2 separate regions of the Sus scrofa genome follow, and region 1 is linked to region 2. Evidence: chromatin contacts called from public Hi-C data. All regions are on one chromosome and are shown on one strand. Each heading gives the region's core, a stretch centred on a gene start, on an enhancer-like site or on the middle of the called end of the contact. The rest is flanking DNA. Distances are from core to core; before and after follow the strand shown.

What was found. Hi-C and Micro-C count contacts between places; a contact is called where the count stands out from the background.
Region 1: a contact with region 2 is called in a Hi-C map of blood, with 5 times the contacts expected there. The contact joins two enhancer-like sites. A contact is called at or near these places in 1 of 47 Hi-C or Micro-C datasets (blood) and 2 of 2 datasets of contacts at active chromatin or transcription factors (alveolar macrophages and skeletal muscle).

The regions. Positions count from the first base shown.
Region 1 is chr1:77,940,148-77,944,602 of Sscrofa11.1, reverse strand. No RefSeq gene overlaps it. Among named protein-coding and RNA genes, the nearest start is that of WISP3, 63 kb to the left of the region's middle. Within about 2 kb of position 3,107, at least 15 of the 83 cell types and tissues checked have an H3K27ac peak or open chromatin away from gene starts, as enhancers often do.
Region 2 is chr1:77,699,457-77,704,287 of Sscrofa11.1, reverse strand. It overlaps a transcript of FYN not described here. Among named protein-coding and RNA genes, the nearest start is that of FYN, 60 kb to the right of the region's middle. Within about 2 kb of position 3,462, at least 7 of the 83 cell types and tissues checked have an H3K27ac peak or open chromatin away from gene starts, as enhancers often do.

The DNA of each region.
Region 1 (4,455 bases), core at 1,858-4,357, 240 kb before region 2:
TTTTTATATTGTGGTAAAATATACATAACATAAATTTACCAATTCAATCATTTTTAAGTGTACAATTCAGTGGCATTAGTATATTCACATTGTTGTGCAACCATCACCACTATCCATCTCCAGAACTTTCTCATCATCTCAAATGGAAACTATAGCATTTAAACAAGAACTCCCTATTCCTTCCTCCCCAAAGCCCCAAATAACCTGTAATCCACTTTCTGTCTCTATGAATCTGTATGTTCTAGGTACCATATACAAGTGGCACCATACAGCACTGCTCCTTTGTGTCTGGCTTATTTCATGTAGTATAATCAAGGTCTATGCATAATCAAGGTTCTGTGCAAGAACCTCATTCCCTCTTTTTGCGAAATTTTTAAAATATTATAGTTGATTTACAATGTTCTGTCAATTTCTGCTGTATGGTAATGTGACCCAGTCATACATATATATACATATATATATTGTTATATTATATATATGTATATTATATATATATATATGTTATATTATATATATGTATATTATATATACATATTATTTTTCTCATGTTATCCATCATGTTCCATCATAAGTGACTAGATATAGTTCCCTGTGCTATACAGCAGGGTCTCATTGCTTATCCATTCCAAAGACAATAGTTTGCACCTACTAACCACAAACTCCCAGGCCTCCCACTCCTTCCCTCTCCACCTCAGCAACCGCAAGTCTATTCTCCAAGTTCATCAGTTTGTTTCTTTTCTGCAGATAGGTTCATTTGTGTCATATATTAGATTCCAGATATTAGTGATGTCAGATGGTATATGTCTTTCTCTGACTTGTTCGCTTAGTATGTGAATCTCTAGTTCCATCTGTGGTGCTGCAAATGGAATTATTTTGTTCTTTTTTATGGCTGAGTAGTATCCCACTGTGTACATGTACCTCATCTTCTTAATCCATTCATCTGTTGATGGACATTTAGGTTGTTTCCTTGTCTTGGCTGTTGTGAACAGTGCTGCAATGAGCATAGGGGAGCATGCATATTTTTCAATGAAAGTTTTGTCTAGATACATGCCCAGGAGTGGTATTGCTAGATCATATGGTAGTTCTATATTTAGTTTTCTGAACTATCTCCATACTGTTTTCATGGTGGTTGTACCAATTTACATTCCCACCAACAGTGCAGAAGGGTTCTCTTTTCTCCATACCCTCTCTGGCATTTGTAGACTTACTAATGATGGCCATTCTGACCAGTGTGAAGTGGTGTCATTCCTTCTTAAGGCTGAATAATATTCTATTTTACATTTATACTACATTGTGTTTATCCATTCGTGCATTGATGAACATTTGGGTTGTCTCCACTTTTTTTTTTGGCTATTGTGAGTAATGCTGCTATGAATATTGGTCTATAAGTATCTGTTTGGGTCCATGCTTTCAGTTCTTTGGGATATTTATCTAGGACATGGAACTGCCAGATCAATATGGTAGCTCTACGTTTAACTTTTTGAAGAACTACCAAATTGGTTTCCACAGCAGCAGCACTATTTTATGGATGCTTTGCCCCCAACGAAGCACAAGGGTTCCAATTTCTCCACATCCTCACCAATGCTTAAAACTTTCTCAGGTTTTTCGATGATGACCATTCTTTTGTGTGTAAAGTGGTGTGTCTCACTATGGTTGTGATTTACATTTTCCTAATGGTTAGCAATGTTGAATATCTTTTCAGGAGCTTATTGGCCATTTGTATATCTTCTTTGGTGATGTGTCTATTCAAGTCTGTTGCCCATCTTTGAATGACTGTTCACTTTCGAGGCAGTAGGACTTTTCGGTTCTGGCTTGGCCACTTCCTACCTGTGTGGCCCTGAACTAGTTACCAAATTTCTCTGTGCCTCAGTTCCTTTGTCTGGGAAGGTAGAAAAATAGTATTAACCCCACAGGATTCTATGAGGATTGAGTGAGCTCCTGTCTGTTAAGCACTACAGGTAGTGCCATAGTAGACACGCAGTGTTAGATTTATTATTACAGGAGGTGGCCAGGAGTGGGGAGAGATTGAGGATGGGGGCACAGTGAGGAGAGAGTGTCCTTCCACCAGTGTTGGTGGAATGGCCCCAGCCATCTCCTAGTCCAGCCTCTTTATATAACAGGAAAGAAAAGAGATGAAGAGTGAAGCCCAAGAGCCCAGTGGTGAAAGGAGACCTTGAAGCCTCTCTCCAGAGTCCAAGTCCAGGACTCCTTCTAGCAGACTTTCTCTGCCTTCATTTCAGCCTGCAGCAGTTATTGATATCCTCTTGGGAAATGACTTGAACATCTTCAAAACCACCTTGACCTCCTGGTCCTGGCATCCCAAGCTTGCATCCATGGGCCTGCAAGAGTAGTCAGTTCTGAAGCTGGGAAGGGGAGCTGGTGTGAGCAAGAGGCAGTGTTGCCTCCAGAATCCCCTTCTGGGGAAAAGGAATCCTGGGCTGTCTCAGTGTTCAGGGCACTCCAGCTTTCCAGACAGCATCACAGTCCCAGATGACATGTTCCCACCTTTCCCTCTTACCTCCTCCCTGTGGGGAGAGGCCAGTTCCCGCAGCAGAGGAGGGGCTGTGGGACGCCACACAGGGCCAAAGCCTGCAGGCGGCCTCACTTTTCGTGAAGGTCTTACTGAATGGAACCCTGCCTAATTTTAGGAAACTGATTGCTCCATGTCTGCCAGAAGTGCGAAAATGCGATCTGCCTCCCAACCCCCATGGGGCAGGTGACACAGAAATTGATGGATAACTGACTAGGAAATAAGCTGAGGTCACGCGCGGTCTGCTGAAGGTTTTCTCAGCATCTCAGACACAGAACACCTGGCATCACTGGGGCATCAATCTGGCCTCCTCTCCTAGTGCCCAAAGCTGAAGTTCATTTGCAGTTTCCGAAACAGTCCCTCCTCCCGCAGCAGAATCTGTTCATCTCAGTCTCGCGCAAACCACGGACGCCCGGCGCCTCTAACTAAGACCCAGCGAAGGCTCCATCTTCCATCCTCTGCCCTAAACAGCACACCACCATGCGCCCCATCTGATGAAGCGCCCCTTTCTGCACGGTCTGCTTTCTGATGATTCACATCAAATTTCCTGTTTGGCTTCCTCTGCAGAGGCGCGGCTCCTGCTGTTTTCGCCCATCCTCTCGTGGTGGCTCCGCGGAGAATGCTTATCGCACTGGGTCATTTAGCAGCTGTAATTCTCCGCCGACGCCGCCCCAGGCAGAAGATAGTTTCACATTTTAAAATGTTTTGATTATCTCGTCTTTCTTATGCTTTCTGACTTTTCGGCTAGGATTAATCATAGTGCGTTTTTACAACCCTGCCAGGGTCCTAAATGCATCTGTAATAGCCTGTCCGGAAGGCAAGAAGCATGAGCAAGGAGCAAGGCCAGGCCTCCCCTAGGCAGGAAGATGAGGCCAAGGGAACAGCAGCAGGAAGGGTGCCGTCCCCCCCCCCCCCCCCCCCCCCCCCGCCCCACTCAGACACTTGCAGGAACAATTCAGAGCTTTGGGTATTGCCCAGGACAGTAAGGATCATTAACGTGGAAGGCACAGCAGCTGTGGTGCAGAGCGTGGTTTTCAAACTGTGTTCCGCAGAGGGGCCAAGACAGGGACAGAACAGGTGGAGAAAAATGGATAGGCAGGCACTGGGCTGCCTCCCTCCATTCAAGCAGAGCAGCTCTGAATTTCTATGCTTCATCCGAGCTTTTCCTGGGAAGAAGAACCTCTCTGGCCCCAGCGTGCAAACCCCTTAGTGCCCTTGTAAGGGCTCTGTCCTAGAAGGCAGCTCCCTGTACAACCTAGCAACATCGCCTTTGGCAAAACACTGAGCTTGAAGTCTCCCTGCCATGTCTGGGATGGAAAGCCTTGGACTAGGAGATGGCCAAGGTCCTTCCAGTTTGGCAATCTCCTCAATGTTATTTGTTACCCTTGTGTGGCCATGTCAGTTCCAAGACAGAAAGACTCAGACCAAACTCCAGTTCTGCCACCAGCAGCTCTTACCCAAGGTAGACCCCTCCTCCTGCCTGAATTTCAGGTCACCCTCCCCTGTGATCACAAATGATATTCATGACCTTGAAAGGTTTTTATGAGGATGCAAAATAATACATAGACGTTTTCTTGGCCCAAAGTACCTATTCAGTAAAGGGTAGCTATGATCTGTTACAATTTTTATGCATGTCCCTTGACTTGGCCTTCCTAGTGCTAGGAACTTGCCCACTGGGTATCTGAGTGGAAGTTCACCAAGATGTTCACCTTGTTCATACAAGGATATTCACAGCAGCAAGATTTGTAATATAAAAAAAAAAAAAAAAAAAAAGAGTGGGAGGGGGAACAAATAGACTGTCCATCAATCAGAAGCCAAACAAATAAATCAAGAATTAGGCCTTTCTTGGGACTTCCCGTCGTGGCACAGTGGTTAACGAATCCAACTAGGAACGATGAGGTTTGTGGGTTTGGTCCCTGCACTTG
Region 2 (4,831 bases), core at 2,213-4,712:
CTGGCGTTGCCGTGAGCACTGGTGTAGGTCGCAGATGTGGCTCAGATCTGGCATTGCTGTGGCTGTGGCATAGACTGGCAGCTGTAGCTCCAATTCAGCCCCTAGCCTGGGAACCTCCATATGCCGCCAGTGCAGCCCTAAAAAGCAAAAAAAAAAAAAAAAAAAAAAAAAAAAGAACAGCAGTGTGGAAAACCAGCCCTGTGAACTGTGTCTCTTGGGATAAAACATGGTATAAGAAAAAGAATGTATATATATGTATTACTGGGTCACTTTGCTTTACAGCAGAAATTGGCACAGCATTGTAAATCAACTATAATTTTTTTTAATACAAAAAAAAAGGTAGCCAAGTGCACGCTGCCCCGCTCTGGTGTGCCTAGGACCATCAATACCAGGTCCTCTTGCTCCTTGACATAATCCCACAGTCCTCTGCCCCTTGCTCCCTGAGAGAAGTGTCCTTGCCCTCCCAGGTTAGTTTTGGCGCCATTCTAAACCAGGTTTTTTTTTGTGGTTTTTTTTTTTTTTTTTTGTCTTTTTCTAGGGCTGTACCTGCAGCATATGGAGACTCCCAGGCTAGGCGTCTAATCAGAACGGTAGCCACCCACCTACACCACAGCCACAGCAACATGAGATCTGAGATGTATATGTGACCTACACCACAGCTCACGGCAGCGCCAGATCCTTAACCCACTGAGCAAGGCCAGGGATCGAACCCGCAACCTCATGGTTCCTAGTCGGATTCGTTAACCACTGCGCCACGACGGGAACTCCTAAACCGGGTTCTTTGAAGCTGCTTCGGGGCCGAGGCCGCTCCTCCTGCTCTTCTGCTCCAATAGCCCATATATTTAGAATTGGCCCTAAAATTCACACCGTGATGTGGTTTTCCTGCAGCAACACTTATGGAGCAGTTTTTCACTTTGGAAGGGGGACCATTTTCAGCAAAAGTAGCTATCATGTGTCCTAGTACATGGCAGGAGCACTGACACTGTGATGCAGCCCCCTGGGATCCAGGGGGTGGGACCACCCCACCTCCCCAGCCTTGCCCCTGACTGGCAGGCTGCCATGTGAATGCATGGGATGATACATACCATTTGTAGCACTCATTTAAGTTCATGAGGAGCTGTGGTGTATTTGCTCCTCCCAGACCTCTTCTTAGGTGGTGGAGCAGGTATTAGGCCCACATGTAATCTAAGGCTTGGAGAATATAGCCTGTGTTTCAGGCAGAGGGTGTTTGGGAGTATGTGGGTGTTTGTCATCTGGCTCTCATGATGGCATATGGAGAGACAGGTGGGGCAGGAATGGTAGATGTCCTGCTGTATCTGGGACAGCCCTGCCCGGGGAAGAAGTATCCCCAAACAGCATTCATTGCACCCCCACTAAGAAGCACTGCTCTGAGGTGGTGGTGCTGATGTGCAGCAGAGCCAGGCCCGTGCACACTCTTTCTGAATCCGGGACTTCATGGCCCTCTCCAGCTTAAAAGCACCACAGAATTGATTCTCCTTTCTATGGGAGCTGTGGTAAGATTGAATTCAGAAGGGCTGCTCCTCAGATTATGACATTGCTGCTCTGTGCTCCAGAGTTCAGGTGCAGATGCCCCAGAGGGACCAGTCTCTCGGAAACCTCAGTGGCCCAGCTTCCCAGCATCCTGGGCCTGTCATTCCTCTCTCAACTGCCCGGTGCAGGTCGGGGGAGGGGGGCTATTTTTGGAAGAGATCAAAGAGGATGCTCCACCCATAGCCCTTGATCCAATCTAACTGACTTAAACGCCATCCAGAGGGGGAATTAGGCATCAATTTCAGGAGTTTGAGGAGTTCCCATCATGGCACAGCGGAAACAAATCCGACTTGGAACCATGAGGTTGAGGGTTCAATCCCTGGCCTCACTCAGTGGGTTCAGGGTGTGATGTTGCCATGAGCTGTGGTGTAGGTTGAAGACGCAGCTCAGATCTGGTGTTGCTGTGGCTTTGGCGTAGGCCGGTGGCAATAGCTCCGATTAGACCCCTAGCCTGGGAACCTGCATATGCCCGAGGGTGCAGCCCTAAAAGGGACACGATGACAAAAAAAATTTTTTTTCAGGGGTTTGAGGTACAGTATTTTAGGCTTCATACCTACCTGATACACATCTACAGCCTGTTGGAGCTTTGTTGAAAGTCTGGTTTTGATATCAGCCAACAAAGAAGCCAAGACAGTGACTGCATCAGTTTTGTTTTTGTTTTTTTCCTCATCTCTACATCAGTTTGAATGAGCACACATGAAATTTATTTGGTAAAAATAAAACCATGTTGTATGAAAAAGCACACGTAAAGCTGACCTGAATATAAATGTTAGGAGATTATGAAAAGAAGACGTAGTAATAGTATCTGATCTCTTTTTTTTTTTCTTTCCTGGTTTTTCTTTCCCTTCTTTCTCTTCCAGTTTCTTAGTTTTTTATTTTGAAGATTTTCAAACCCACTGGTGTGGGAGAATGATAAAGGAAATACGTATATATCCTTTACTTAGATTCACCAATTGTTCTAAATTTGTCACATTTGCCTTTTTTATTCCCTCTTCCAATTACATGTATGTAATAATGTGTAATATATAATATGCATGATATATATAATATGTATTATATATAGCATACAGTATATAAATTTTTGCTACAACATTTGAAAGTTGCAAACTTCTTGACGCCTTACCTGTAAATGTTTCATCAAGTATCTCCTAAGTATAAGGACATTCATCTACATAACCACAATATTATTAGCAAGTAAGAAATTTAACAATAACTCCATAATATTACCCAATATCCAGTCCATATTTAAACTATCCCAGTTGTCCCCAGCTGACTCTGGTATAGAACATCTTACCTTCTGGGCTCTTCTGCTTCTTCATGGTGTTATTGAACTTACTCCTCACTTCCTGAAAATTGTTAGATCTAGAGGCTTGTTATTAGATGTAGGTTAAGCCTCTTTTGGCAAGAGTACTTCATAGGTGGTATTGCATGCTTGATAGTACAGCACATCAGGGCAAGACTTCAACTTGTCCCACCATCCCCAGTGCTAAGTTCAATCCCATAGATAACCATAGATCTCGTTGGTAAACAGACCTCACCCATGTCCAGGTTCACTCTCAGTAAGGCATCTGCAGGCTGGTACCTGGGTCCTTTGGCAACGTCTTGTTCCCTACCCACCTTTCATCCAGTGCTTTGAGCATCATTGGATAGTCCTCACCTGCATCACTTACTACAGTGGGGTAGTGCTTGATCAAGCTTCTCTTTTTTTTCACCTTGTCACTTCTTCATGGTGAATGAGGTAGGCCTTCATATTCTCACAGTGATGATTTTTAAGCCACTTCTTTGATCGTCAGCTAGATTTTGCCATGATAATGGATTATGCTAAACAGTTTTCTTTCTCACCTTGAGAATAAGGAGGAGTAACTTCAACAGAACGCTTACCACATGCCAGGTACCACATAGGCCCCTTACTTAGAGAACTCCTTTCACTTTCCTTTCATTTAGCTTCCCTCGCAACAGCAAGCGAAGTGACTTACTCAGGGTCACCCAGCTCCCAAAGTGCAGCCAAGATCAAGCCAGATCTGTCAGGCTTAGAGCCAGGATTCTGTACTCATTTCTGTTCCCTCCCACCCCCAGCCCTGGCTGTGGCTCCCTCCCTATGGTTCTTGCCTTAGAGAACACCTGCCTGGCTGGTGGGTCTGTAAACAGGGAAGGTCAGCAAGGGTGGGGCTGTGCAGCTGGAGAAACACAAGCCATTCACACCTGAAAGGGGCAGTGCTGCTGGGCCTCTGACAGATGTGGCTCTGCACCACCAGAGATCTCCACCTGGGCGTTAATCATTCCAACTTTTTAATGGTGGCGGCCAATTCATATGTTTTGATACTTTTTAGGGAAGTTGCCGATTTTCAGCACCAGCACTGCTGCTGACTGAGGTTGCCTTGAGTCAGTCGCAGCTTTGTTTAGAAATGGAAGTGTCGGTCTATCTGTAGTTTTGTCTGCTTTTAACATCCTCTTTTAAACAGAAATTAACATTCTGGAGATGTAATGCTGTTTTGGTGGGGGGGTATTTGATTTTTGAAAAGGGAAAGTTGGGTTTCATGGGAGTGGTCTTTATGATACATTGTTATAAAACCTGGAATTTCTTAATTAGTAGGTTAATGGCACAGTAGTAGATGTTTCATCTGTAGCTTCCAAGGAAAGCAAATATAGTTCCCTCTAAATCTCATCTTTAGGTTTTTTTTGTTTTCACATTGTTCGCTGAGCCCTCATGAGGGCAATGAGGTCTGACTGTTTTGCCCAGCCTGCTCTCCGCATTCTCTGTGTATTTAACTGTGTTAACGAACCGCAGAAGAACCTACAGGTTTGTTTCCACGAGAACAGAAGCAGAACTGACAGATAAGTAACTGCACTTCTCAGGATGGGCCTCAGCTGGCTGAAGATAAAGACCTATGAGGTTCAGAGTTCCTGTGTGGCTCAGCGGTAACTAACCTGACTACTATCCATGGGGATGTGGCTTTGATCCCAGGCCTTGCTCAGCGGGTTAAGGATCTGGCTTTGCTGTGAGCTGTGGTGTAAGTTGCAGATGTGGCTCAGATCCCGCATTGCTGTGCCTGTGGTATAGACCAGCAGCTGCAGCTCTGATTCAAACTGCTAGCCTGGGAACTTCCATGAAAAAAAAAAAAAAAAGACCTATGAGGTTAATCCTGATTATTTTTAGCAGAATTATTCTTGAATTTGGAGTAATGGAAAATGACTGCAGTTAAAGACCCTCCCTGGTCTTACTTCATCATGCAGGAATTGAGCCCTGCCCTCCCATTTTGCAGATTAATGACCCGAGGCA